Linked DNA regions of Mus musculus: all the other regions are linked to region 4. Evidence: chromatin contacts called from public Hi-C and HiChIP or PLAC-seq data. All regions are on one chromosome and are shown on one strand. Each heading gives the region's core, a stretch centred on a gene start, on an enhancer-like site or on the middle of the called end of the contact. The rest is flanking DNA. Distances are from core to core; before and after follow the strand shown. Region 1 overlaps Fggy (FGGY carbohydrate kinase domain containing). Region 2 overlaps Fggy (FGGY carbohydrate kinase domain containing). Region 3 overlaps Fggy (FGGY carbohydrate kinase domain containing). Region 4 overlaps Junos (a long non-coding RNA gene). Region 5 overlaps Fggy (FGGY carbohydrate kinase domain containing). Region 6 overlaps Fggy (FGGY carbohydrate kinase domain containing). Region 7 overlaps Fggy (FGGY carbohydrate kinase domain containing).

What was found. HiChIP or PLAC-seq counts read pairs in DNA pulled down with a chosen protein or histone mark. A called contact is a pair of places that touch in the nucleus more often than the background predicts.
Region 1: a CTCF HiChIP or PLAC-seq map of the NIH/3T3 cell line shows a contact between it and region 4, with 10 read pairs. The contact joins two enhancer-like sites. A contact is called at or near these places in 1 of 15 datasets of contacts at CTCF or cohesin (the NIH/3T3 cell line), 4 of 115 datasets of contacts at active chromatin or transcription factors (bone marrow-derived macrophages, embryonic stem cells and fibro-adipogenic progenitors) and 1 of 9 other capture datasets (embryonic stem cells).
Region 2: a contact with region 4 is called in a Hi-C map of myocytes, with 1.5 times the contacts expected there. The contact joins two enhancer-like sites. A contact is called at or near these places in 2 of 484 Hi-C or Micro-C datasets (muscle stem cells and myocytes).
Region 3: a Hi-C map of bone marrow-derived macrophages shows a contact between it and region 4, with 15 read pairs. The contact joins two enhancer-like sites. A contact is called at or near these places in 1 of 15 datasets of contacts at CTCF or cohesin (the NIH/3T3 cell line), 1 of 484 Hi-C or Micro-C datasets (bone marrow-derived macrophages) and 5 of 115 datasets of contacts at active chromatin or transcription factors (T-cell acute lymphoblastic leukemia, bone marrow-derived macrophages, craniofacial prominence and 2 more).
Region 5: a contact with region 4 is called in a Hi-C map of muscle stem cells, with 2.0 times the contacts expected there. The contact joins two enhancer-like sites. A contact is called at or near these places in 1 of 15 datasets of contacts at CTCF or cohesin (the NIH/3T3 cell line), 4 of 484 Hi-C or Micro-C datasets (adipose-derived mesenchymal stem cells, bone marrow-derived macrophages, embryonic fibroblasts and 1 more), 4 of 115 datasets of contacts at active chromatin or transcription factors (the NIH/3T3 cell line, bone marrow-derived macrophages, embryonic stem cells and 1 more) and 1 of 9 other capture datasets (embryonic stem cells).
Region 6: a contact with region 4 is called in a BATF HiChIP or PLAC-seq map of CD8 T cells, with 12 read pairs. The contact joins two enhancer-like sites. A contact is called at or near these places in 4 of 115 datasets of contacts at active chromatin or transcription factors (CD8 T cells, the NIH/3T3 cell line, embryonic stem cells and 1 more) and 1 of 9 other capture datasets (embryonic stem cells).
Region 7: a contact with region 4 is called in a Hi-C map of bone marrow-derived macrophages, with 14 read pairs. The contact joins two enhancer-like sites. A contact is called at or near these places in 2 of 484 Hi-C or Micro-C datasets (bone marrow-derived macrophages and hematopoietic stem and progenitor cells) and 5 of 115 datasets of contacts at active chromatin or transcription factors (acute myeloid leukemia, bone marrow-derived macrophages, embryonic basal ganglia and 2 more).

Annotation. Positions count from the first base shown.
Region 1 is chr4:95,731,739-95,735,556 of GRCm38.p6, reverse strand. The region is part of intron 6 of Fggy (FGGY carbohydrate kinase domain containing); the gene reads right to left. Among named protein-coding and RNA genes, the nearest start is that of Fggy, 180 kb to the right of the region's middle. Within about 2 kb of position 2,001, at least 81 of the 459 cell types and tissues checked have an H3K27ac peak or open chromatin away from gene starts, as enhancers often do. A contact at or near this core is called in the NIH/3T3 cell line, where this site is marked.
Region 2 is chr4:95,661,688-95,665,390 of GRCm38.p6, reverse strand. The region is part of intron 5 of Fggy (FGGY carbohydrate kinase domain containing); the gene reads right to left. Among named protein-coding and RNA genes, the nearest start is that of Fggy, 110 kb to the right of the region's middle. Within about 2 kb of position 1,535, at least 12 of the 459 cell types and tissues checked have an H3K27ac peak or open chromatin away from gene starts, as enhancers often do. A contact at or near this core is called in muscle stem cells and myocytes, where this site is marked.
Region 3 is chr4:95,782,313-95,786,445 of GRCm38.p6, reverse strand. The region is part of intron 8 of Fggy (FGGY carbohydrate kinase domain containing); the gene reads right to left. Among named protein-coding and RNA genes, the nearest start is that of Hook1, 180 kb to the left of the region's middle. Within about 2 kb of position 2,120, at least 12 of the 459 cell types and tissues checked have an H3K27ac peak or open chromatin away from gene starts, as enhancers often do. A contact at or near this core is called in bone marrow-derived macrophages, where this site is marked.
Region 4 is chr4:95,105,281-95,108,968 of GRCm38.p6, reverse strand. All of the region lies in intron 1 of Junos (a long non-coding RNA gene), which reads right to left. Among named protein-coding and RNA genes, the nearest start is that of Junos, 55 kb to the right of the region's middle. Within about 2 kb of position 1,993, at least 285 of the 459 cell types and tissues checked have an H3K27ac peak or open chromatin away from gene starts, as enhancers often do. A contact at or near this core is called in CD8 T cells, the NIH/3T3 cell line, bone marrow-derived macrophages and 3 more, where this site is marked.
Region 5 is chr4:95,914,876-95,919,035 of GRCm38.p6, reverse strand. The region is part of intron 14 of Fggy (FGGY carbohydrate kinase domain containing); the gene reads right to left. Among named protein-coding and RNA genes, the nearest start is that of Hook1, 50 kb to the left of the region's middle. Within about 2 kb of position 2,650, at least 29 of the 459 cell types and tissues checked have an H3K27ac peak or open chromatin away from gene starts, as enhancers often do. A contact at or near this core is called in muscle stem cells, where this site is marked.
Region 6 is chr4:95,705,721-95,709,882 of GRCm38.p6, reverse strand. The region is part of intron 6 of Fggy (FGGY carbohydrate kinase domain containing); the gene reads right to left. Among named protein-coding and RNA genes, the nearest start is that of Fggy, 150 kb to the right of the region's middle. Within about 2 kb of position 1,507, at least 13 of the 459 cell types and tissues checked have an H3K27ac peak or open chromatin away from gene starts, as enhancers often do. A contact at or near this core is called in CD8 T cells, where this site is marked.
Region 7 is chr4:95,844,388-95,848,360 of GRCm38.p6, reverse strand. All of the region lies in intron 13 of Fggy (FGGY carbohydrate kinase domain containing), which reads right to left. Among named protein-coding and RNA genes, the nearest start is that of Hook1, 120 kb to the left of the region's middle. Within about 2 kb of position 2,315, at least 111 of the 459 cell types and tissues checked have an H3K27ac peak or open chromatin away from gene starts, as enhancers often do. A contact at or near this core is called in bone marrow-derived macrophages and hematopoietic stem and progenitor cells, where this site is marked.

The DNA.
Region 1 (3,818 bases), core at 752-3,251, 630 kb before region 4:
AGGGCTTCCTAGACTGACCTCAGAGAATGAATGACATCTTCAAGGTAAAGATAACACATAGGAAGTGCTTGGAATGACTTCCAAAGGTGAATAATAGATGCTATCATACTAGAATTAGAATGTTCCAGAAAGTAGCTCTATCAAAAGAAATGGTGGCTCACTGTAGGGAGCCTAGAGGGGCCAGGAGTTGACATAACTATTAAGCCTATTAGAATATAAGCACTGTGAGGGGTGGGGAACAGGGGGTGCCTATGAAAGGGGCAGCACATGGCTGGAGACAGCAAGTCTCTGAGAACCTGCCCATGCTTGACCCTTGGATTTGTCTTTTAAAAAATTTAAACCTACTGTGTGAGGAAAAGGAAACATTATTTTATCTTTCAAACACCCAAACAAGTGAAAAATGAAGGCTGTAGAATATTATGCAAAGGAATATGACTTGAATCTAAAAATAACAATGTTGATAGATGAATTTATAAAACTACATACCTAGGAGGTAAAACACACATACAAAACTTATGTTTCCAATGGGGGTGTGGGTGAATCTGTGCTCCTTACTTCCCTGTGCTCTCTTGTGTTTTACTTTGAACAAGTGTTTCTTATATAATAGTTTTAGAGGTGCTTCTCTTCTGGTTTGGTAAGAAAGGAAGAAAGAAAGAAAGAAAGAAAGAAAGAAAGAAAGAGAGAGAGAGAGAGAGAGAGAGAGAGAGAGAGAGAGAGAGAGAGAGAGAGAGAGAGGGAGGGAGGAGGAGTGGGGAGGGAGGGAGGGAAGGAGGAAGGAGGCAGGCAAGCAAGCAAACTAACAACAAATAAACAAACCATTTCATCTATTCTACAGAATCCTATATAGAAAATACTTGAGGAAGAATTAAGGTATGAATTTGGGAGAAAGACTGAGATAAAATATGGGACAAAGCCAGGATGTAGAATAGTGCTCTTAGGATCTCATATTTGTGATCCTTTTAAAGATTCTAAACATTCAAGTACATGAGCACATGTACTTCTAGAAGTTTCTAGAAAAATAAAAATTAAAAATTAAAAAAAAACCACTTGATTTCTGTAACAGTACAGATAGGATGTGCTGTGAAGTACTCTCCTGAACCATCTATGTCCTTCCAGATCATGACCTCGTGTGTTTGCTTAAAACAAACCAAATTGGCTTAAGTTTAAATAAAAACAAAATGAGAGCAAATTTCCTGCATCTTTTCCAAGTCCTGTTCCTCACGCTAAAGATAGGAGAGAAACCCATGGGCAATTCACCTACACTCTGATCTCTGGCTGTGTTACTTGTTCACCTTCAGATATCAGATGGCCCTGAGGATTCCTGGGCCCCATGAATTCCCATGTGAATGGACATATTTGGCCTGAGTGGTCCAAGCTGGAGCCTACAATTATCGGGTAGCTGCAGTCCCTCTTCACAAGCAGAGCTCCTATTACAACAAACCTTCCCCTACCAGTTTTTCAATTATCTATGACTAATGAGCACTCTGGGAACAGTTTCAGACACACACATAATCCTCTTTCCTGATGTCAGCAGCAGAAATTAATGACTATGTGGATTGCTGGGAGACAGAAGATGCATTATAATGGTCAACAGAACTGTTATCCTCTCCAGGAAGGGGGGGGAGGGTATTGAATTAACTGGAAGGTTCAGTGTTCCTTTGTATTCTGAGAGGGAGATGAAACACAGGGGGAGATCTGGCTCCAGGCCCACGGAAATGTCAGAGAGGTTTGGGCGTGGGTGGCATGCGACCCTGCTTCCTTATGCTTGCTGTGGAATGCTGGTACCAGCTCGGTTGGGCAAGGCTGACAGGCCAACCAGATTATGTCCAAGATTGTGCTAAAGGACACTTTGCCTTGCCAGTTGGAGAGAATGCTGGAATTATTTCAAACTCAAGTTACTTTCAATCTGATTTAAAAGTGGGTAACAAGACTGAGAACATACAATTCTCAATCACTATGCAGTATTCAGAGGCATTTCTTAAGTTTGGCGTTTCACACAGACATGACACATGCTTGAATGGTTCCAGAGAATGGTAAGGCCTATCCTGACTCAGATCACATGGGTAGGTCAGCTCTGAGGATTTTCTAGAAAACTGGGACAACTGATAGAAAATGGCTAAAAGGATTGTAGTAGTCTTGGCTCCTGAATTGGAGTTACACTTGTATTAAATGATTCATCCAAGTAGAGACTTCCTGAGAACCCAAAGCTAGTGTTCTTCTTCCACTCTTTAAGGACAGCATCTGATACACCTCCTAGAAATCATGTCATTGTGACTAGAAACTAAATTCCATTTCCATTACTGATTTCACATCAAATTGTATGATATTCATTATCACTTATTATAGAAACGGTGGGTGAATAGACATCTACTGTGTGCACACACTGTCCCAGAGTAGCACCTAGGTTAAGGATTAAGATAGAGGAGATCTTTCTAGCAGGTACTAGTTCTTTCTAATACCACTTCTGAATTACATCTGTTAGTTAACATGTCTTATAATTACTCCATAGTTTAGACAGTTTGATACACATGGAAGATCCCTGACTTTGTATTCTTACTTGGTATTAATATGCCTTATACTCCATATGCTTTAAATGTACTTTTAAATAACTCTTACATACCATATCCCTATATTTGGTTTTATACATCTCTTCCAGTAGAAAGATAATAGCTCACAGACTTTTCTCTCTACATCTTATTTCTTTCACTCCCAAGTATCTAAAACATACTTTTAAAAGTAATGTTTACTTTAGCAAAATTACACATTTTTGTTTATTTTTTAAGATCATAAGACATAGATCAATCACCTTGAACAAAAAGATTAAAGTTGCACACCTATATGTGCCCACCTTGTACAGAGTTTCAGTAGAAAGTAAACAAAACAGATGAACACTAAATTTGACTCTCAACCCTGGATATTACTGGGGGATAAATTAGTAAATTAGTAAAGAAACTAATATAATCCCACCAGTGATCCACTCTCATTTCTAACTCAGGACAATGACACACATCAAGAGCAATGTACATACCTAGAAAATGGCAGAAGGCATGCTGGCACAAAGACTCTTCCTATGGCAGCAAGAGACTACATATACCAGATTCTTGCAGAATACAGCTCTCAAGTCCTCCCAGCTGGACAAGCTGGTTCAAAGAAATCTAATTAGCAACTAGTTACTGCAGTAGGTCAGTGAGCTGAAGAGCAGTATGAACATCTTGTATTTCAACAACATAATTATTCAAGTCCATGAGCTGTTGGTAACTGTTCTTGGAACATTTCTGTTCGTATAACTTTCCGTCCTAATAACAAATCAATGAAATGCAAATTGTTTTAGAAAGCAATATATGTAGGTCCTATAACTTAGGGTTGAAGTATTAGAGTTTATTATTTCATAGAATAGAAACAAAACTACAAAAGAATTTCAAAATTTATTCATCTACCCAGGAAGGGAAGAGAGGGGTTACATTTGAGGATCAGATCAGGGTCAGGATTCAAAGGTCTGACTCCAAAGGCTGAAATTTTCCTAAATTACCATCGAATTTAGGAACTCGGGTAAGGTAAAGACTGCAAGGAATCGGAAAGCAAAGCCCCACTGATAGGCTGTATATAGGAACAAAATCCTAAGGTCCACAATATTCTAACATACGAAGAACATCTACCATCTCCTTTCCTAGATCGACCCTTACAGACCAGGAATACAAAGAAGGAAGTGCATATCTCATGGTTCAGCCGTCACAGAAGCAATGTCTAGACTCACAACATGGCTCCTGACTCACTAGGCTTCCTCTGCTTTCTATACCTCCTACTATAGAATGTCACTC
Region 2 (3,703 bases), core at 286-2,785, 560 kb before region 4:
TGTTATTTTGAGAATACTGCATAAACATTAAAGACTTAAAACAATTAGGATCAAATAAACCTTTGGCATACCTTTCTCAGCCCAGAGTACCCACAAGCAATGCCATAGACACTGGATTTTGTGATAACCTGTACTAAGATGTGCTTTAGTTTGGAAGTAGGATGAGTGGCCATTCATCATGGGGAATATGAAGACCTGAAGCCCTAGAATGGAACTCCCGCTGGGAGTTCAACTATCATTACTAGCTCAGTTATCATGGGCAAGTTGTCTAATCATATGACCCTTAGTCCCTCTGACTATAAGGAATTGTGTGTGTGTGTGTGTGTGTGTGTGTGTGTGTGTGTGTGTGTGAGAGAGAGAGAGAGAGAGAGAGAGAATGCCCCTATGAGTGTGGTGTGATGCATATGTGCGTATGCAAGCCTGGAGTTGATATTAAGAGTCTACATCAGTTTCTCTGCACATTATTTTCTGTCTCACTGATCCTGAAGATCACTCACTTGGCTAAGCTAGCTGGCCAGGGAGCTCCAAAGATCCTCCTGTCTCTGCTCAACCCAGTGCTGGAACTGTGAGTATGCACTGGCATGCCCAGGATTTTACACAAGTTTGAAGGACCTGAACTTAGATCCTCAGCAAGCACTGTACTGACTGAGCCATCTCCCAAGCCCCACTTTTAAATAACATAATCTTAAATATAATAATGGCTAGGTGTATATTCCTCACCATCATAATAGAGTCCTGAGAAATTATTATAATTGGGAAACATTATCCAGCTTCTCTAGAGTCACCGCACAACAGATGGACACATAACTTAGGCAGAAGTTACCAGCGAATCCAATTACACTTGGCAAGTGTGACTACCCCACCCCCATCCACACACTGAGCAAACATCAAGAGGTGACTGCTGTTCCTCTCTTAGCAGAGACTGAATTTCCCTGTCCCTCCATTGTGCTCCTGACAGCAACTCACAACTCACTAGAACTAACTAATTTATCTGCCGTCCCATGTCCACAGCCAGCATCCCTTGTTAGAGATGAGTGAGCCAAAAGCCACTGGGGTTAATTAAGTGACTTACTAAGTAACCTTTCCAGCCCAAGAACAGAAACAGCCTCCCTCTCGTGCACTGTTATGTCCACCATGCACTCCACCTCTCAACTGCCCATCCATCCTAGCTAAGTCATGGAAGGTACTGTGACGGCCTTCTTTGCCTCCTCAGACTGCACAGAGGAGCTGCTGCTCTTAACAGATTGCTTGTGATGGAATCCTGACAGGCTCCCTCCTGTGACAGGTAAAGGCAGGAACTATGAATTGGCTCAAATGCTTTAATGGAATATGTAGAGCTTTCCATATCTCTGGCCCAGTTTTGCCCTTGTGAGCATAAGCAAAGGAAATTCTCCTAGTGCAGAAACTACATCCAGAGCAAAGCTAGAGCAAAGTGGATTGTGCCAGCCGAGGAAGGAAACACGAGGCAACTGACTGGCCCCTCAGCCATCTCCTGTCTTCATGAGTCATAAATGAATGGCACCTCTGCCACTGGTGCCACAGGCAGATTCTCTGCTGCCCGCAGGCATCTGCTTCTGTCAGCTGGGAAGAATCCCATAGAGCACTGGTTTCAACTGAATGTCTTTGGGGAGGGCAGGGCTAGTACCCAGCTGCTGTTAGCAGACAGGGAGGCGCCTTCTCACCTGCCCTGGGTACCCTCTATGGACCTGACTCTCCAGCTGTCCCTGTGGTTACAGACTTTCCTTGCCTGACTCACAATAGTAAATGTACCCTTCCTCCAAATGAAGAATTAAAAAAAACAACTTTGTTTATTGATATCTGACGGGGAGAGGTAGGGATAGGAGAAGAAGAAGAAGAAGAAGAAGAAGAAGAAGAAGAAGAAGAAGAAGAAGAAGAAGAAGAAGAAGAAGAAGAAGAAGAAGAAGAAGAAGAAGAAGAAGAAGAAGAAGAAGACGACGACGACGACGACGACGACGACGACGACGACGACGACGACGACGACTTAGTTGTATTGCAGGTGGTACCATCTGTTGCAAAATTTTTGTTTTTATCAATTACAAGTCTGGCAGTAAACGGAACTTTGAAAATAAATAAAAATCAGAAAAATAATCTCCAAGACTGTATATGCACTGCTTAGCCTGGCTAAGAGAGCTACAGCCATCATGGGGGGTTAAACCACAACCATGTACATCCACCCTTTCAACTAATAATCACCAGAGCTGACTAAGGATTTAAATGATTATCTATCTATCTATCTTTTTATTTATTTAGTGTGTGTATATGTAGTATGTTTGTGAATGCCTGTGCGCATATGTGCATGTATGTACCCATGTAAAGGCAAGGTGTCATTGTCTAATATTTTCCTCAATTCCTCCCTACTTTTTTTTTTTTAGATAGTGTCTAACGTTGTATCTGTAACTCACTGATTCAGAGAAGATAGCAGGCCAGCAAGCTCAAGAGCTCCTCTTGCCTCTACCTCCCCAGTGTGAGGATTATATGTGCCTACCACCATGCCTGGATTTTTACATGAGTATTGGAATCAGAATTTTGTTTTTATGCTTACACAGCAAGTGCAGTTTACAAACTAAGGCATCTCCTGGCTTCCAACTAAAGTTTTAGCCATATTTCTAGGCACTGGAGAGAAAATACTAAGGCTATTGACTTCAAGAAGCCAAGACGATATTTGAAGGGTTCATATCTTCTCCCTCAATAAAATCAAGGAATTAAACAATGTGTTTCTGGAGAGTAGCAAACATCATAAGATGATGAACATGCTGATATATAGGCAGAACATGCTGATATATAGACTGAACATGCTGATATATAGACTGAACATGCTGATATATAGGCAGAGGCTCAGGGGAAGCCTCTCTAAGGAATCTTCTGAAGCAAGATTGACTGGAAGAAAGTTCTGAATGCATTTACAAAGTGCTAACACTGTGGAGATAATGCTATTATTTCAGATGACATTCTGCAACTTCTTTCCCAGCCTACTAATTGCCTCTCTACCTCCATCTTGTTCTCTCTCCCTCCCTTTGTTCTGGATACTCTCATGGCAAGACCTCTATGCTACCTGACTCTGCAATTCCTATACTCCCCCCAACCATCTCTCACAGGGACCCTGGCAATACTACCCCTTGCGAGTTACCAGGAACAGAAATAAAAACTCCTGGGACTCAGAACTGCCTAGTTAGAGAAAGATGCTCAGGAAGGGGGGGGGGGGCAGCAAGGCAAACACCCTCCACCCTCGGCACACAAGGCAGAGGAGGTTTAAGGGTGACTGGAGACAGAGTAAACTTATCTCAAAAAAAGTGCTACACACAGTCCCACAGACAACCTCAGAACCACTTTCAGTACTCTACCTAATTCATTCTATGAAATTAATAAACTCTTAAATTTTATCCCTTGGCACTGTGTAAAATAAACACTCCAAATCTCAACCCCATTATTACGTTCTAATGCCATGCTATAAGGATAAGCCAGATAACATTTTTTGACAAAATGAAAAGCGTCAAAAGAATTCCAATTAAACATCATGTTCTAAGAACCTGGGGCAGAAAATGTCTTTCCACGGTGTTCCAGGAATCAGAAGCAAATGAGGCTGAGGGAAAGATACAAGGGGTTATGTCATAAGGCCACATGCAGGATCAAGAAGATATCAGAATATCACCCACAGCCAACAATGTAACACCAGCAAGCACCT
Region 3 (4,133 bases), core at 871-3,370, 680 kb before region 4:
AATTAGGGACCCTGCGCTCAGTCCAATGGTTGGCTGTATTCGGCCTCTGTATTTATCAGGCTCTAGCAGAGCCTCTCAGGAGATGGCCTTATCAGGCTTCCCAGAAAGCACTCTGGGCATCCACAATAGGGTCTGGGTTTGGTGGCTTTACATGGGATCCCCAGGTGAGGCAGTCTCTGCTCTGAAGCAAGTGTTAATGAGAAGTTTCAATTTGCCAGACATGGGTGCTGGGTCCTCTAGAAAAGAGCAAGTGCTCTTAACTTGAGGCATCTACCCAGCTTCTTCCCCATCATCCCTTGCCTCTTCATGGATTGAATGTACCGCATCTGCTGGTTTGACATTGGCTTTTAATGTATCCATCCAACTCAAGCACAAAGCCAATTCTTAAATGGCTAATCTTAGACACTTAAAAGGGGAAGGAGCCATGGCCAGTGCTTTAAACCTGCTAGTGCCCAGATTCAGTTTTCATCTGGCCAAACATTTCATCTCTCACCTTACTAAAAAAAAATCTCATCTTGGGGATGTCATCTTCTTGGGATAGCTGTGCTTTACCAAGTAGTCTCTCTGCTCTGGAAATCTTGGTGAAAGTGACCATGAAGAACACCAGTCTGACTACCACCCTGGAGGAGGGCTATGTGTATGTACCCAACACTAAGGAAGGTCTTTCACTGTGGAACTGTCCTACTTGAAATGCATCACCACTGAACCTCCACACAGCCTCATAGTGCTCATTTGTGTCTATGATTCAGCCATTTCAAAACAGCTCTTGAGTCCCCTCCAAAAAGAAGGTGAGTAACTTTTCTTAGAAGAAAAGGTGGACAATCTATAAAGTAAAACGAAACACTCAAGTTCAGAAATAACGGCTCCCTTTTATTTATTGGGCTACTATGGTTTCTGATGCCCCAATATTGAAAAAAAAACAATGTATATGGTATGATTGAGGTCAGCAACTTGCTTACAATTCACCAAAACCATCACTCAGTAATCTTTTATAGACTCTTTCCCCAGACAGTGCCTCATTCATTTAGTTTTAAGTGTTAGTCTGGTCAGAAGAAAGCTGCTGCAGTTATAGTTACATAGAACTACAAAGAACATGATAATAGCCTTGCCCTCAGTGGTAATAAATGGATAGTATAGGATCCTTACATTGGAGAGCAGGCCCCTCCATAGCCCACCCAGACCTTCCTACCTCCTTACATTGACCTAAGACTAGCTCCCGAACATCACAGATACAAGCATGAATTATAAAATGCCATTCCAGAATGGCAAGATGGTTTTGGATCCTCAGGCAAGGACAGCCATCAAGATAACTCGTAAGTTCATCCAGTGCTTATCCCTCTGCAAATCTGGCATTTCATTCAGAATTTACAGAGTGTCAAGAGTGCCACGTTTGTGTTACAGATTAGATAAGGGGCAAATGACACATGAGTTTATTCTGTTGCCCAAATAAGAGTACTGGGTATGAATCCTTTTAAGTTTTTGCTGTAACTCCATTCTGACAGCTCATCGAGTAAATGGCCAACATCACACACAGCAGCGCTCCTTGTGCTGTAACAAAGTTAGCTGCTGAACACAATTCATGTTCATTCAATTGCTAAGAAAGAAGAAGGAACAGGGTTAATCGCGTAGCAATGGGTTCAAAGACAAGTCTACTGCTCACTATACAACTGGGCAACTCACTCTTTCTTGACACTAAGTTGAGATAACAACGTTTATTCAAGTCAATATGAGAAGGAGTACAAATATTTCAAAACCCCTTACACCATGGTCATTTTTCAAGTATTCATTGGCTGTATTAACTGAACAGGGCAGAGCATGGCTCTAAGAATTCTTTCCATTTTTGGTATGATGAATGTAGAAATGTGTAAGAATGCTCACAACTTTCCAGAGCAGGAATGGAGAGAAAATGAAGCATGATAGGAGTTGAAGGTAGTAAGAATGCCAGATGTTACAGGGCTTGCTTGGTCTTCTGTAGGTCAGTGACTTTCATTTTCCATGAAATAGAAAAACACTGAATGTTTCTCAGCAAAGGAAGGATATAATTAGAGCTATGACTGAGGAGACCTCATTGGTTATTGTGATGAGAATAACCTAGCAGTGTCCAGGAAGAAAAAAGGGAAATGGGTCAGGAGATATTACAGCATATTGTAGAATTTTTTTTCCCTCTACCCCTTTTTTTTTGAGACAGGGCTAATCTGAAACTCACAATCTCTAAACCGCCAAAGTGTTGAGTTTACAAGACTTGTACCACCAATCTCATCCAGCCTTATGCTGTAGCCTTATAGGATGAAGTAGAGAATGAGATCTCTCAGTACAGGAGGATAGAAGGAGATGAGGCAGAGCCTTGTGTGTGCATCATTTGTAGAAGCATCTTCCTAGTGATGGACATGCAGAGAAGCCTGGCTTTCTCTATCTCCTCTCCATTTCCTGTCACATTTGTTCCATCAACTCCTTTCTATATTTCCAGGGTGAAATTTCAGATGGATCAACAGCATTCTCTCTATTTTTCAGAAATAAAAGTCTAGGAACAGAAAGACAGCTCAGGCAAGATAAATGCACTTGCTGTATAAGCTTGAAGACCTGAGATTGATCCCTGGAACTGACTCTACAAAGTTGTCCATTATTCTCTACACATGCACCACATGCCCCATTATAACACATGAACACACATACAACAGCAGCAGCAACATATAAGTAAACAACTTAGAGTCCTTGGGGCACCTCCAGATATTATGTGCACACTCTGCACTAACAGTTCAAATTCCCATGCTGCCTAGTTGAAACTTCCTCCTTGTGTAGCCAAAGCTACTTCTAGACTTAAGACTAGAATTGTAGAAAGGGGCTTCTGCCATACCTCATGCTGCACTGGCTGTGACTGAGTTCATCCCACAGGGGACAGATTCTAAGAAAGGTATTAGAGGGTAATGTGTCTATGATCCGGTTTCAACCTGCCTCGGAGCATGGTGCAAACCTGACTCTAGGGAATGTGCTTCTGCCCATCCACTGCAGGGCCCTCGCATGTGGCTCCCCAATCCTGGTGGACTTTCTGGTGGCTCAGCCCCATTTGGGGGTTGGTCCCTGTCCTTCAGTGGATCTTTTTATGGTGTCCTCTTTAAGAGCTAGACATACTGCTTTTCATTTTCTTCTGTATGTACCCCAATTGCGCTTTTAGTTTTACTATTGAGGAAAGAGCAGCTAGTCTTGTTTTCTTTCCCTAGGTAAGACACTACCTTTGACATTTTCACCTCCATTTTACATGCCCAGAGTATCTTGAGAGAAACTTCTTGATACTTCAGCCAGTCTTGCGCATGAGATCTGGTCTCTGAGCCTTTAAAATCCACTCATATAGAAAGATCACTATGGTACCTTGTTACATGTCGTCAGAATAGAATATCCATGGTGGACAGAAGGCAGATGGAGTTGTGAGAACCACTGTGAGTTAACTTCCCCTCTTCTATAGGCAGAAAATTCCAAGTCAGCAAACTTTCTAACTTTGGGTATTATAACAGAAATAAGACATGAAATGACACTTGAAAAGAGAGGCATATATACATATTACAGCCAGCAGAAAGAGCTGGGACTATTATAGTATTCTTGTACTGCCTGCTTTATAGCAACTAGCCTTCTCCAGCTATTTTCCCAGAAGCATATCTACAAGCATAATTCCTTGGGCATCCAGCTAGGTTTTTAGGAAAGTAAACGTAAGTTTTCTACTATATTCAACCCTATTCCAATTAATACCAGAATCTGGGGCCCTCTCGTCCCATAATAGACAATTATTTATGAGCACAAAGTCTTAATTCAAAATAATCAGTTTTAATACTTCAGGATTACATATATAAATTAAGAGTACAGCATGAGATGAATAGTCAAGTTTAAGCAGAAAATGAAATAAGCAATTATTCCATTAAAGAGAATATTTATTTCTTTCCTTATTAAATCATCTTTAACCAGCTGGCTTCAGTTCAGACAGAGTTCACCATCTTTAGTAGCTAAGTTTAATAGCTGGCAGCAAAACACTGCATGATTGACTCATTCATTCATCCCTTCATATGTCACATGACTCGGTGGCCATGCCAGATATTGGACAGAGGTATTAACAGTATCATGATTGGCTCAACTTGTGGAATACG
Region 4 (3,688 bases), core at 744-3,243:
AGGGAGGGCTGGAAGAGGGACAGACAATTGTTTCTGGCTGGAATTTTCCAGACAGAGCCACAGTCAGAGAACAAACGCGCTTTCTGAATTCTCACTGTAATTGTTTCTGACCTTTACTAAGATGAGCCAAAGGACTCCCCTGTGCCCTTCCACCCCCCAGCCCCTCTTTACAAAACTGTTTTCCTGGCTTTTCAAAAATGAAGTTTGGCAAGGCCTGATGGCCAGACTGTGGGCTGTGGAAAAACAATGCTTCTCCTTATGGTTCCGAGTGGAGCCTTTGCAATTAATCCATTGATTTCAGTAGAAAACCCTATTGTATCAGGGCCCACCAGGAGAAAGCTGCATCCTGCCGCAATGGCCCTGCACAGAATGCTCATTGAAGTCAGCCCCAAATTGATGGCAGGATGTGGCCCCCATCGCCTCCGAATTAAAAAGAGTCCAGAACATAATGACAGTAGGGCAGTGAAAGCCGAGGGAAGTGGGCTGCAGGAGGGGCCGGGGAGCTGCCCCCGAGATCTGAAACAGGATCCATTTGTGTCAGGTTCTCTGCATCAGCTTCTCCAGCCCTTGGCTCGGAGTATCCTCCGCAGACTCAGACCCTTCCTTAGCTACTTTGCTTTTTTTGGCCTTATTTATTATTATTATTATTATTATTATTATTATTATTGCTACTACTGTGCTACTGTTAAAACTTCCAATAATAACACATAATGCAATGCACACAACACCATCTGAGAAACAACCCTACCTACTTAACCCTCTCTTCTCTTGAAGTTTTTCCTCAGCTTCGGGAAGCTAAGATGGGCAGGGTGGGGGCACTGTTCAGTTCTTCCTGGAGCTGTGCATGTACTTAGCTGGCAGTGAAAATGGTTGAGCTTAGAGGAAAGACAATCCTAGTCTTGTATGTGGGAAACTTGACTCTTGCAGCATCTATGATGCCCTTAAAAGAGGAGTGGTGACTTCGACTTCACAAGAATACCAATTAGATGTTACCCCCCATACCATGCTCTCTATCTGCCTCTTCATGGAGGACAAAGGTGATTCCTTTGCAAAGCAGGCATTCTACAAATATTACTTTCCCTCCTTGCCACATTTGAAAGCACTGAGACTAAAAAACATGCATGTCTGCTTTTATCATTGGGTTAAAAGTCCACAGGAAACTGTGGGGTTGTCTAGCGACCACTTGTTCACCCCAGTCAAATGTTACAAAGTGACAGTCAACGAAAATAAACTAGTAGCTGAGAGGGGAAAAAAAGACTCTTCCTCTAAACTCTAAAAGAGAATGACATCCAGAAAATCAAATGTTTCTCAAAGAATCAACAATATTTTTGATGATGGAAGGATGAATAATCAAACATATGGATTACATTTCCGTATACTGTGTAGCACCTAAGATCCCAGAGGGAAGGGAGGGTGCTAGTAAAAATGTTTTTCATGTTTTATTAAAACCTCAAGTTTCTGAGAACTAATTTTATGACTAACACACAGACATACATCCTCTCACATGCTGGGAGGGGGGAGGGAAAGGGAGGGGGAGGAGAAGAGAGGAAAAGGAAGAGGAGAGAGGGGGAGGCAGAGAGGGGGGAGAAGGGGGAGAGGAGGGGAGGAGAGAGAGGGAGAGGGACAGGGAGAGGGACAGGGACAGGGACAGGGACAGGGAGAGGGAGAGGGACAGGGAGAGGGACAGGGAGAGACTGTTCGAGACTGTTCAACTGTCAAAGAATATACTTTAAAAAGTGTTTCCTCCTCAAAGCTTCTTCCTTGCGCCAGTCAGCCCCAATTCCTCAGTGCTCACCTCAGTCATTAGAAATTTGCGAGGCACAGTGAACTTGGCTCTCAAGCTCTGCTCACTTTCCTAGTGTGGAACCCTAAACTCTGTATTCTCTTTCAACAGGTGAAACGGTCCGTGTCGCACAGAGAATCTGAGTGCCCAATGGAGCAAAACATGCGAAAGCACCTTTCGACTGCTCAGTGCAGCTCCTTTAACTTCCTGGAATTGCCCTGCAGCTCACATAGCCATTCTTACTCTTCTGACACCATCCTGTGTGTCCCTAGGCAGACAACTCTGTGCCCGGTGTTTATTAGAAGGTGGGATGGTGTGGATACTGACAGTACCTGTGTCACACAGTGGAAATCACAATGAAATCAATGAAGAACTGTAAAGTACTTAGGAGCAACCTTGCCAAAATTTAAAAGAAATGAGGAATAGAGGAAGGGAGGGGAGGGGGAGAAACAGCCTATCATCGGGGAACTAGGAGGATGCTGGGATCGATGTTCAGTCCTTGATGTGGACTCTCCAATTTTCCCAGAGACATTTTCGAAAATGCAAACAATCCCAAAAGGCATGAATAACATTCAGTTCAGGGTGCACTTGCGGCACTGTATACGTACGAGTACTGTATACAGGATCACACACTGAGGAGTTACTGCTCATGCGCAGAGAAACCTCTGACATCCTGGAAGGAGGTGTAGGGGTGCCGATGAAATGAACAGACAAGAAGTGGGGAAATTGAAGCAAGGGGCCCAGGAGCGAGGTTTCCCTGCTGTGGCCTTGGCCTTAGGCAGACCGCTTGTAACCTTGGATTGAGCATTCAGCACAGAGTTTGAAAGAATTCTCACAGTGACAATAAGGCTATTGTGAGGGAAAAGAAACGCTGTGCTAGAGCACCTTAGTCTACTCTGCACTCCACATCTGGTCCAGAGCCGCCCAACTGCTGCCCTCTGAGCAGACAGGAACTGCCGATTCATGAAAAGGGGAAATCAGTAGGCTGCTTCCTCTGTTCGGTTAAAAAAGAGGATTTTTGTGGAGACCACACTGCACTCACTCATCCCAAGTGCATTTCCTCTCCCTGTGACATCGACAGTTGCCAGCAGCTAGCCGTGGCCCGATGACTAATTCTTCCTCCGGCAGAAAGAAACCAGACCTGGCCATTCAGTTCCCCCTTTCAATGCCCTGATTCTCACTGGACCCAGGTTCTCTGAGACACGGAGGAAATTTTCAGCTCTGGTTGCATCCATCAGCCACTCAGCCACTAAAGGAGACAGGAGAGAGAGAGGGAGAGAGAGGGAGAGAGGGAGAGAAGGAGAGAAGGAGAGAGAGAGAGAGAGAGAGAGAGAGACAGAGACAGAGACAGAGACAGAGACAGAGTCAGAGAGAGACAGAGGGAGAGAGAGAGAGAGGGGGAGAGAGAGAGAGAGAGAGAGAGAGAGAGAGAGAGAGAGAGAGAGAGAGAACGAACAAAGCCCTCTTCCTGATCCCGGCAGAAGCCAAAGGCAGGGAGTAACTCTACCATCCATCCAAATGCTGCAACTAGAAGTCTGGGCCAAGAGGGTGGTGTGTGGGAGAGGTGGGCGGCTCCTGGGCTGCCTCCCAGGGATGGGGGACAGCTCAGCATGAGTCAGTCAGTCCCCTGTACTCCAAGCATCTCTGGTAACTGCATTCATTCTGGAGAGCCCCTTCAGGAGGGAGCCTTTCTTTCCTGCAGGGGCTAAGGCACATTAGTGAAAGGGTGGTGTGTCATCAGTGTTTTGACACATACTGTGGTTGAAGCACCTGGCTACACACGACAGAGCTCTGATAGACAAGGACCAGGTCTGTACCCAAGGCTGGATGCAGCTAAGTTCCCACACTGATACAGATAAAGGCTATTATCACTTAATCAAAGCCCACCAGCTCCCACCACTATCC
Region 5 (4,160 bases), core at 1,401-3,900, 810 kb before region 4:
CTCTGACTGTGTCACGATATTTTCCTTTATAGACTCAGTTTTGCTTCCTGGGATGGTTTTACCATTCCTACTATCCACTTTGCTATTCATTCTGGGTTTTGTTAGCAACCAGGCATTCTACTGGCATGCTTTCAGGGACTTACTGGCAGCTTATGTCCCTGGCTGCCACCAAGTGCACCAAGTATGTTGCATAAAAGACCCTCCCCCAGATCTCTCTCTGTCTCTCTCTCTGTCTCTCTCGTCTTTGTCTCTGTCTCTCTCTCTCATTCCATCTTGTTCATTATTTCTTCCCCTTTGTCTCTCTCCAGTTCAGTCTTGCTCTCTTGTTCCCTGTCTGTTTTGTCCACTCTGTCTGCCTGTCCATCTGCCTCATGTCCCCAGTGCAAGACAGCCTCTTGCTTTTCCCTCTTCCAATAAACCTCTTACACTAGATCTGTTACAGAGGGGCACGCCTGGGCATGGGCCACCAAAGGTACCTCCGCCTTCACCGCTGCTTTATCCTATTAGTTTTGGTTTGCCTTTCTTTCCACTAGGCTCCTGAGAAGACTCTGCCTTTGTTACTTCCTCCAAGCTGGGAAACGTTCCCAGGGCATTGCCCCTTCTGCCTGTGCTGTGCTGGCATTGCTTCTTCAGGGACCTGAGACAACATTCCAGGATTGCCTTCATGGTGGGATCCAGGAAGCTCGCTGAAGGTCCTTATGCTGTTTTCCTTCCCACAGCAACAGATGTTCAGCAAATGGCAGACACCAGGGAATTCTCTGTTCTTTTCTTCACATTACCTCTGCTTGACTTCAAAACAAGTTACTGAGAAACAAGTATACAAGATGGAGATTTCAAGGATTTAAAATGGGCTGATTTTGTTTCTGAGAAAGGGCCGACAACTTAAAACTTAAAGCTGAGGTCAGGTACCCAGCCTACTGAGAATCTTGCTGATTCGTCCCCGAAGCCTGCATGCCCCCTGCAATGAGTTATTTGCTCACACAGCAGCTCATGCTTCCGTCTAGCCAGTATTTATGACATGGTGTCATGCTTTTATGCTAACATATCTGTCTCCCAACTAGACTGTGAACTCCTTCAGGAAGGAATTGTTAAAATTATTTTCACTGCCAAACTCAGCATCTGGCATACGCCATGCATGCAGGAATGTCGGCAGATTGAATGAACTTAAGGATAATATGCGTGACAAGATGTGAAAATAGAAGTTTCTGCTAAGATCTAAGATGACAGATATGATACCAGAGTGAGCTGGAAATAGCCTACCTTGGAGTTTGTGGGATGGTAACTCAGACCCATGAGTCACCTCTATGCCTTCCACTGGGATGGCAGGTCAGAGATAGTCTTCTCAGAGAAGACTAATTTACTGTGTTGAGGACCTCTTCCAGGGTGAGCTATGAGGGAGGCCTCACCCTCACCCTTCAAGCCAACAGGACTTCCTAGGTGTCTGGCACTGAGACTAGAGCATATAGTGGATTACAAATGGTTTATGCTAGAAAGGAAGCCGCTCATATCAGACTCTGTGTAGAGAAAAGAGAAGTCTTGCTTTCAGGCCCTGAAAGGCATGGTCATTCTTTACCAACTTAGCAGGTACGGGCAGTCATGGCTTGGTTTAGTTCCTGTCCAGTGTGACCACCTAAGGACACTGAAATGACCAGTCAGATCGGCTAACACAGAGGGCATTGACATCTCATGTTGTACGTGAAATATCTGCAGAGTAGAGGGTCTTCAGAAACATCTGTAGCAGAGACTTATGAGACCAAGCACTAGCCATTCACATCTAAGAGCCCGACTCTTATGCATGACACTATTCTTTGTTCCCTCCAACCACTTGTAGGAGTAGGAGAGATAATGGTAAAGATTAAGACAGAATAAAGAGCCCTGTCATATGTGCCACACTCAAGCTGCAGAAACCAGGAGATGGCTCACATTAACCATCACATCCTCCTTGATATGTGAGTTTCTGGATTCTGGCTGCGTACCCCAACCTGAGATTCATAAACCTTGTAACACCATGTTACTTTTTGCTTAGGTAACGGTCACAATTCCTCTTCCCCACAATGGAAAGGGACACTATGAGTGGAAACAAAGGCTGGTTTCATTCAGTCTCAGGAACTCTGTAGCTGCCATGCACTTGTATTCCCAGCTGCTTTGGGGGGAGGGGGCTAAGGAATGCAGATTGTTTGTGTCACTGAGTTTGAGGCTAACCCAACATGGGGAAAACCTATCTCCAAGAAGAAAGGAAGGAAGGAAAGACAGAAGGAAGAAAGCAAGGACATTTTATTGTGTGAGATGTTCTATACAAGTTTTTGCTTAACATAACTTGCTAAATAAAAATTACACATGCAAACATTATAAAGGTTAGATGAGACTATATTGAGTTGTTAATAAACTTGAGAGGTGGGTGGTTATTTTTCTCCAATTAGATTTTTTTCCACAGTGGTATATATTTGTTTTACTATTGTAGACAAATCACACAAATTCTGCATTACATTGTTTAAGCTATGGTACAGGCAGTCAAAAGGGCTCAGGCTCACCTTTATCTTTTGGAAGGCTGATAGCATTATGGGTAGCAGACACAGTACAGACACAGTACAGAGAGTGTGCACAGCAGCAATGCTGTCATCATAAACAGCACTGCTGAGAGTCCCAATTTCTCCAGATAATTACCACAAAAGTGAAACTGCATGACTCTTCTGCCTGTGGTAAATCTGGGAATCACTACAGTACAACAATATGAATTCATTATGGAAATGCTGACACATGCTAAATATAGTCTCCCCATATATTTCTGTTCAAAGGGACTTATTTGAAGTTGAGCTCTAAATTCATACTTTCTGTCAGCATGGAGGGGGCCGGACAATCTCAATTTGCAGCACGCTATCCTCTTTGTTTGAGAGTCTAGACAGCACAATGAATAGAGTGGCTTTTCTTTTCCCCTTTTGCCCACACAATGGACGCTTTTTTAAAACAAAATATTTTGTAAAATAGCATTTTAATCACTTCTTTTCTTTATCTCTCTAAGGCAGAGCTATAAATAAACCATGAAAGTTCACATTTGATTGTCACTTCTGAAAGCAAGCGCATGGCTTCTGTAGGAAAAAATGGGGTCCCTGTAGCTAGCCATGAAAGACCTCATTCATAGACTTGACCCTTCCCTGGTGTGTCAAGGCTGAGATACCAGTCAGCCCTCTGCTCCTGCTTCTTCGGAGACAGTACTCGAAGTGGCCAGGCCTCCTGTGGGCAGAGGAAACACTCGGTTGTCATGTGCTATGGACTAGCTGTGGAGTACTGTTGGGTAGGCTGTCAGGGAAGTGAGACTACATGAAGAAGGCGATAATCATCACAAGAGTGGCATAGACTGCTGCTGGCAATCTGGGGATGAGGAGACCTCTACTTCCTCTCCTTTGGAGATCCATGCCCTTACGACTTGGGGAAGACTGTCAGGTAGTCGCGATCTCAGCATGGAGCAGCAGACAAAGCCTAGAACTGTCTAGAATTACTGAATACAGAAAAAAAAATCAAGACCACCCAGTGTTGGTGAAAGACAGCCCCTAGAAGGTATGAAGCATGACCCCAGAGCTCCAACTAAACACAATCCCAGCATCCATCACTGGTTAGTTAATGTCTGTGAATGAAAAGTTGATGCCTATCACAATAGACATTGTAAGCTCATCAGAGCCAGTGTCTTCTGAGAAACATATCTGTTCTCTCAAAGGACTTGTAGTGTTCCATTAAATATTCTGGAAGAAAATTCTGGGAGTGTCATCTGCGTGATTTTTGCTCCAAACAAATTAAGATTTTCCTGTTCTTAATGCAGACTAGTATTAGGTACAACAGCTCAACAACGGGTCAGACAAAGAGTCACTTACACTGCACGGAAGCTTTCTCCAGCACTAATATACCTGTATGGTACTTTCTTGGAAGTTCACTAAATTCAGAATTTGCTATAAGCTGCTATTTCAATGTCCCATGTCACTAGGGACAGCTAGGACCTAATTTGATATACACTAATCTTTTAAAAAAATGGATAAATTTCTGAAAAAGATTCATTCAGTGGACAGTAGGTAATTGCTCAGATTCAAGCAAAAAAAATGGTGCTATAATTTTAAGTATTATCTCTTTACTTTAAGGTCAAAAATAAGAAACAGTCTGACAAGGTAAAA
Region 6 (4,162 bases), core at 258-2,757, 600 kb before region 4:
AGCCATCTAACTGTACTCAAGGCCTGCTTAGCAGGTGGGAAAACTAGTCAACTGCACCTGGCTTGTGAGGCCATGGATCTTAGACGAGGACCTACAAGATCCATTGTGGTAAACAAGTTTAATTCCTAACTGTAGTCTAAATACTTATCTGCACATGGACAGATAAGCATAGATCTTAACAACCATCAAAACACTTGGTTTTTTTTGCAACAGCAGGGGACCATTATAAAAAAAGCCCAAATGGTTAAAATGAACAACTGATACTAGGGTGCCTATCGCCAGCTGATAAACCAGAAAAAAAAAAAACCAACAACAACAAACAAACAAACAAACAAAAAACCTCCTGCACCTGTGTCTCAGGAAACCCTGAGGAAAAAAACATGAAAGTATTTTAAGAGCCATAAATCCATGAAGGTTGCTATAAGATTGTGCCTTCTAGCTATTACAGAAAAAACTACACTAATGAAATCACAACAGCATGTTCTTAATCAGGACTTGAACAATTCAAACAACAGTTGGCATCACAATGCAGATGGGAGCAATCTCACCAGGTCCCATGCCTAGATGAAGAGGTAAATGCGATTAAAAACTGATGAGATAGGGAGAATTGGTCTTTCCCAGGGATTAGTCCCCTGTGTGGTTATCCAATGCTAAGTACTCACCACTAGAAATATGAATATATATGTACGTATATATTCATAATATGAACATATATATGTAACACTGAAAGAACTCTGCAGGCTGTATTTATATGATGATTTGTTCCTATGTCTATACAAAGGCTGAAGAAAAAGAATCCATAAATTCAGGTTGGACATGGGGGAACAGAATGGTGAATGGGGAAGGATAATGCAAATATATTTTAGTTCAATTTTTAAAAGGCTTTATATGAAGTCACTGAAGTTACCAAGCAGATATACTGCTTGCCCTTTGAACCCCACACAGGTTAAGTACTGGTTTGGTAGTACAAGGCAGCATCAGGTTGCAAACTCATGTTAGTCTAGCTCCCCAACAGTTACCCCAAAGTAAGTCTGGAAAATAAACACTGTTTTCCCCCAGTAGCAAGAGTCAACCTCAGACCTTTGTGCATGGTGTGCATCACAGAACAAGCAAGACACTGCAAAGATTTTGCTTTTAACAACGTGCTGGCAGCTGAGTTGCTTCAGTTTAAAGCCAAGATACAAAGTCCTTGACAGAAAAGGGCAGGAGGAGGGGCAAAGAACATGAAGTATTAATAAGCCTCATAAAATCATTACCTTGTCCCTTAAGTAGCTTCTGAAATAGGAACAGCAGGGAAGAACACCAATAGGGGTATTTGGTTTGCTCTCCCCTCCCATACGTTGTATATTTCTACAGGTAAAATGGTATGAAAATTTAACAGAATTTTAATGTCATTCTCTAAGTTTTATGATACCACAAAGAGATGATCTTCATTCTGCTCACCACAAGAGGAGATGGGTCACAGAGTAGGTGGATCCATGACTCATTACCTCCCAGAACCTGCAGAGGCTGCCTGAGTGGCAGGCAAACTTCTGGGATCAATAAAGTTCAAGGCAAGGCAGCGCCTGCCAGAAGGCCTTAAAGAAAGTCATTAGTCAACTAGTGACCCGACAAACTCATCACAGCAGCCCCCTGTTGTGGATTCTCAGAAAGGTTGATCTGTGCTGAGAAACTTAAAAGGTCATGGGTATCTAGAAGTCAAAACTCACAGAATGGGGTTGAGGGAAAGAAACCACAGAAGAACCATGGAGACAGGGGTAGGTCACCTCAGACACCAAGGTCACCACTTACCTTCTGCGTGACCATGAAAGTGAGGCATAAGAGTGATGACATGTCACATGCAATGCAAAAGCTAGTGGGGCACAGGAGAAGCCTCTCAAGAATGCTGGATGAACCCCTCTCTAAATGAATGACAATGATGACATAGCATCTAGTGTGCACAGGATCTAGATGCAAGTCCTAGGCGAATAGCCTTCAGAGAAAGGAAAAGTAAACTAATTGTGTACTTGATGTGATTAAAACTACTAGTTCAGCCTCTCAAGGAAATATTCTGTTCCTTCTTTCCAGGAATGTCAGGAGCCATCTCCTCAGCTTCTGCGGTGGTACTCAGAAAGAGGATTCATAAGTGAAGGTGAGAGGTCTCTTCCAATCAGCACCAATGTGCTTGAGTGACAGGCGGCCTGGAATTAAAATCTTGCTGAATGCCTACCATGCTTGTCTTGGGAAAGGTGATTTCAGGAGGTGAGTCAAACTCAGCCTGTTCAACTGTTTCACACTGATTGCTATATCCAGGTCCCTGCTCCTCTAATGATACCACTCCCTACCTGCATTGCTGTGGCGTTTTAACTGTGAGGCTCCGAGGAAAACACATGTCTTCAAATGCAATCTGAGCTCTCTTGAACTGAACCTCTGGCCTATGAGATTCCAGAATCTATGGCTTTTTAAACCTATGACCTTGAACACCAGAATGCCCTGCACTGTAGTTTCTTCATTAGTATAATGATACAATATTACCTACCAAGACTGGTTAGGAAAATTAGATTAATATTAAGAAATCACCTTGAAGCGATTGATATACAATGCATGAACATCTGCTTGGTTTAGTCAACCTCAGCAACCTAACACTCTAGTTAATCTACGTAACCACTAAGTTTACAAACCATAACCACTAAGTAACCACTAAGTTACACACAAACCATAGGGAATCTGCATTTTCCCATTTCCTGTATTTTAAATAAAAAGGGAGGACTATACATGTACACCGAATAAATATATCCCACCAAAAGAGACAACTGGAGTTGGGAGGCAATTTGGGGGCAGGGGAGAAACCTAGGGCAATGGAAACTCCCAAAAATCTATTAGGATGGCCCTAGCTAATACTACTAGTAATAGGGAATATTTTTCCTGAACCTGCTATCTCCTGTAACCAGGCAAGACTTCCAGTGGTAGGCTTCATATACCAACCCAGCTGTAAAACCTTCAACCTACAATCCGTCCTGCCAGCATGATGTGCTGGGGTAAAGATGACATAGAAATTGTGGGAATAGTCAACCAATAACTGGTCCAGCCTGAGACCTGACCCATAACATGAGAGGGAGCACATCCATGACACAGTGCCTGGAGGAACAGAAACCAGAGGTCAGAAGGCCCAGAAACTAGGATAGAACCAAACATGACTAGGAAAATAAGTCAGTGAAATGATGGCTACTGACATTCTGCTATACTCAGATTGGTGCCTAACCCAATTGTTATCAGAGAGACTTCATCCAGCAATTGATGGAACTGGATGTAGAGACCCACAGCCAAACATTAGGCAGAGTTCAGGGAATCCTGCTGAAGAAGGGAAGGATTGTTCGAACCAGGGGGAGTTGAGAGCATCACAAGAAAAGCCAGAGAATCAACATAGACTCAAAGGGGCTCACTAAGACTGAAGGGACAATCAGGGACCCTGCATGGCTCTAACCTAGGCCCTGTCCATATATGCTATAGTTGTGTAGCTTGGTGTTTTGTGGGACTCTTAACAAAGGGAGGGGTATTTATGATCCTTTTTCCTACTTTTGGGGCCCTTGTCCTCTTACTGGACTGCCTCATCCAGACTTAATATGAGGGGAAGTACCTAACGTATTGTAACTTGATATGCCATGTTTAATTGATAGCCCTGGGAACCCTACCTTTTTCTGAACCAAAACAGAGGAGGAGTGGATGAAGATGGAAGAGGTGGGGGAGATGATGGAGGTGGTGGGTGAGCAGAGGGAGGGAGAGGAAACTGCTGTCAGGATGTAATATATGAAAGAGTAAGCTAATTAAAACAATATCCCTCCAATTCCTTCCATGTCCTCCTGTTCCTAGCTTTCTCTCAAATTGATAGCTTTTTTATTTTATTATAATTGCCATGTATATATGCAATATATAAAATTACAACCCGATGACTTCATTTTTGTTGTTTGTGCGCATATCATTCTAGGGCTGCAAAACCACTTATGGTGCTTATCTTTGGGAGAGGCTAATTCTCCTCTCAGCAGTCATTTGGCACCAACAGTTTTTTGTCTAGCACTGGGACTCCATGAGAATCTCCCTCTTCTGAGTTAGCATGTCTACTGATGGTGTCATTGTTCAGGTCTGGTTTAGAAAGCCCATCTCACAATTAAATTTCTGATCCTCT
Region 7 (3,973 bases), core at 1,066-3,565, 740 kb before region 4:
CCATCCCCCTACACAGACAGTTGGTAAACAGAATCCTTCTGACATCTTAGAGGACTTGAAGAATTATAACAGAACCTGCTTCTCACTGTGCTACTAAGCCACCAGGAAAAGTGACAGATCTGAGAGAGGCTCAGGCCTGGCTTCCTCCCTGCTTTCTTTCTTTTGGAGTCCTTCCCCATCTCTTTAATGCCTTCAGCCCTGGTAACCTCCGGGCCAGTGGATGACACAGTGGACATGAAACTTAAATAAACATTTGAAGATAGGGATCCTACTTGGAAAGTTCTACAGATGAAATGGTTCCTTTAGACAAAGGCCACAGTTCCCTTCCCTCCTCTTCTAAGGAGGCTCATTTGCTAACTTACCTAGCTCCTCCAGGTCAGGTCAGCTCCCACCCCCTTACAGACAGCCAGGAAACAGAAATCAAATAGGGACCAGGCTCACTGCACAGGTGCACTGTGTGGGCTGGTGACAGCGCACTCAGGTGGAGCTCCCATGTTTGCATTCTGTGTGAAGCCCTGGGGACATGGTGGCTGTTACTGTTAGACTCAACATGGCCAAGAACAAAGGCTCTGTATGGATGTCATGGGAGCTGGAGAGCAGAGCTTCGAGGAAGGAAAAAGACAGATACCAGGCCACAAAGAAAGGTACTGGTGGCTCAGCCAGAAATCATACTACACGCTGTGTAAATCTGTTACCACTCAGGCCTCCTATTGATAGAGAACTGGGTTTTTTTGTTTGTTTGTTTTGTTTTGTTTTGTTTTAAGACACTCTTCCAAACATTGTTCATCTTCAGCTCTTCACAATAGACCCACAACTTCACAATTTCTGAGTAGGAAGGAATGAGTCCTAGGCTGCTCCCTTAGACAGTAGAGGCCAGGGGAACCCCCTAGTAGCTCCTCATTAGCTCTCACTCTTGAATTGGCTTGCCAGAGTTTGAATTCTGGCTTCCTTGCTGACACAGCTGTGCAATATTAGACAGGTTGTTTAACCATTTCTTACCTCTGTTTTCTCATTTGCAAAGTGCCCTCTGGTTAAAACTGAACTAAGCTCCTATCTTGGGCTGGGTCCCTCCAGTTCCTCATCCCTAAGCCTAGGGAATAGAAATAGGTTAGCAGCTATGGGGGTCTTCCTGGCTGCCTAGGTTTTCCTTACCTCTGTAAATAAACCCTTTATTCAAGTTGGCCAAGTTTAAGTAAGCTTACCTTTCCTGCCTGGCCTGTCACCTCTGATCTCCGGGTCTCTATTATATTCTTCTGCACACTGGTCAGAAGACAATGGAAACTTTGCTGTTTGGTAATGGACTTCTTGGAGACATCTTGTTCTTTGTATCCTCAAGCCAAGTACTTGACAGCCTGTGTACCCAGGGGGTGCTTGTGAGTGTTGGCGGGAGGAGGGGTGTTGGGGGGTAAAGAACTAAAAGTCAGAATAGTGAGACAGGAAGAAGGAAACCCTAGAGAAACTGCCAGCCCTAAAAAAGCACAATTTACAAGACTGAACATTTAGTCCCAAGTCTGCAGGACGGTTACAGTTACTTGGTACACGCATGCAGACTGTTTTTGGAAATCACAGTTAAGTCCATGGCCAGGGTACAGGAAGTGCCTCTGGTGCCCAAGTCATTTCCCAAGGTGGTACAGCCCATATTTCCTGCCTTAATAAAGCCTGCTTTTCCTAACCTGGCCAAAATTGCTTATAAAATCTTAAACTCTTTTTCTCCACCATGCCTTCTCCTTTTGGGGCATAGGGCTGCCTGGAGGGAGGAAGTGAAGCAACAGGCTAGGATCACTCCCTATGAGCTCCAAGAACCTAGAACTCAATTCCCCAGAGTGGTCTACATGAGGTAGACAACAACGTTGTGGTTTTTTTCAGAAGAGGGACCCCAGGCTCTCACAAGTAAAGTGACTTCCTCTACGTCAGACAGCTGGCCTGCTGATCTTTCCACTACTCGGCTCTGCAATTTTTCATGCGGATGTCTGAGGATTTCATACTATGCTGTGTTTTGCTCTACATTGTTCTGGACAGGGAAAGCAGCGCAATTGTAGTGCTTAAAGGTACCAGGGCCTCACCTTTCCCCAGGCTTCTTTACAGAACAGACTCAAGTGCATTCCTTTCTCTGAGCCCTGGGTAAAGGCAGGAAGAGGGAGGCTTTGCCTGGAATGTCAGCTATTTTATCGGATGCATTAATGAGTTTAGCAGAAGCCAAAGCATTTGAAGGCAGATGCACTGTGCCATCCTTTGTCAGTCATGAGTAGAGGAATTTCAGGCCAAGAAAAGGTCTCTTTGTCCACAACTGTAACTAGCCAGTAGTTAGAGACAAAGGGTCCAATTTCTGCCTGAACCCAAACAGCCACTAACAGCCTTCCATTCAGCAGCCCAGAGAACAACAGTTCCCAATGCAGAGCTTGCAGCAAAGTGGCATTCCCTGGCTTTTTTGACGCTCAGGGACACATGACTAGAGGATGGCCCATTTTCACAAAACCCTGAGCTGTCGTGCCTGCCCAGGCTGTTCCCAGGTCACCTCTGGCTACCCTGCTCAAGGGTCCTCTTTTCCCCATTCCCTGTACTGAAGCTGGCTTTTAACCTGCTTCCATCCAGGTGGGATGTGGCTTTGGGTAACTAAAAGCTAAGAAGTGGGGAATCACAGAGCAGACTTCAGGCCTGTGTCTTAGCTGAGCCATCCAGCTGATCTTACTTTCATTTCTGTCTACTCCACTCTTTGTGGTCCACTTCTGCAGGTTTACAAACCTTGGAACAGGGCTGGCATCATCGGAGAGCAATAAAGGAAAGGTCCAGAAACCTGGCTCAATGGCCCAATCCCAATCCCAATATTATGTGGCTGCCTGATTTAGGGAAGCCAATTGAATGTACCTCTCCTGTCCTTCTTCCTTCTTTGTTTGACTACAATGCAGTCTACTTTCTAATTTCAGCAGTTAGGGAGAATTAATGATTGCAGTATGATTCCTACCAACAGACTAGGCACTTGGCTGAGGGGGGCAAAGTCCATGCTTCCCCACATCCTAATCGATCTTTAACACAACATGCTTTTCTAGGTGAGCCCCCAAATTGTGCCTTGGTCTACTTCTCTGTAAGATATGAATAGGTATTCTAGTTAGTTCCTTATTTAGTACCTTATATGCAGGGAATGAGCCTATCACTTGGATAAAGGCCCCGTATCTGCATGGCCTGGAGCAGGAATGATCTCATGAGTCAGTCTGAGCTCAGACACCAACCTACTCGCTATGGAAGAAACACAATGGGTGGGTTCATACGGAATGGAGCCCAGGGTAAGGTGGGCTCATGACAGACATCTATGCCCCCCGCCAACTACCACCACAAGGGGAGCCTTATCCTGTGCTTATACCTGGTGTCTGGGTACCGAGCAATGGGTACAGGAGGGCGCAACAGTCTCCAGGAGACACTTGGGGAGAAGATACTAGAATGTTGAAGGTACTAGCACAGGGAGACTTGAAGCTAGGTCAGGGTTTATTTATACCCCTGCAAGGTGTCCTCCCAGAGAGCTTTTCCTGGAGCTCTGGACTCTTCCCAGATGCCAGTTTGCCACTGTCCCCTACTCCCTATGCCCATCACAAAGATGCTAAACGCATGACTTTACGACCAGAACCCCTTGGGCACTGAGATGGAATCTCAGCATTTGGGTGCCCTTGGAATTACAGGCCCATGCTAGATCTTGTCCACAGCATTTTGGACCTAGGTTCCTTCTTCAGATAGCCTGATCACTTACCCTGTGCTACAAGATCCAAAACTGAGCAAAGTGCACATTATGCTCTTCCCACTCAGGGCTCTTCTCACAGTGTATTTATTATGTCTGTTTCCTTTCTGCCTTTCTGGGGAGTCCATGAGCTTCATGGAGCTCAGGTCATGTTTTATTCATTTGTTTGTCTTCAATATTCCCCACATAATGCTTGGTACTCAAAAAAGATGGGTAAATGCTCCTTGAATTAAGATCTGTCCTTGC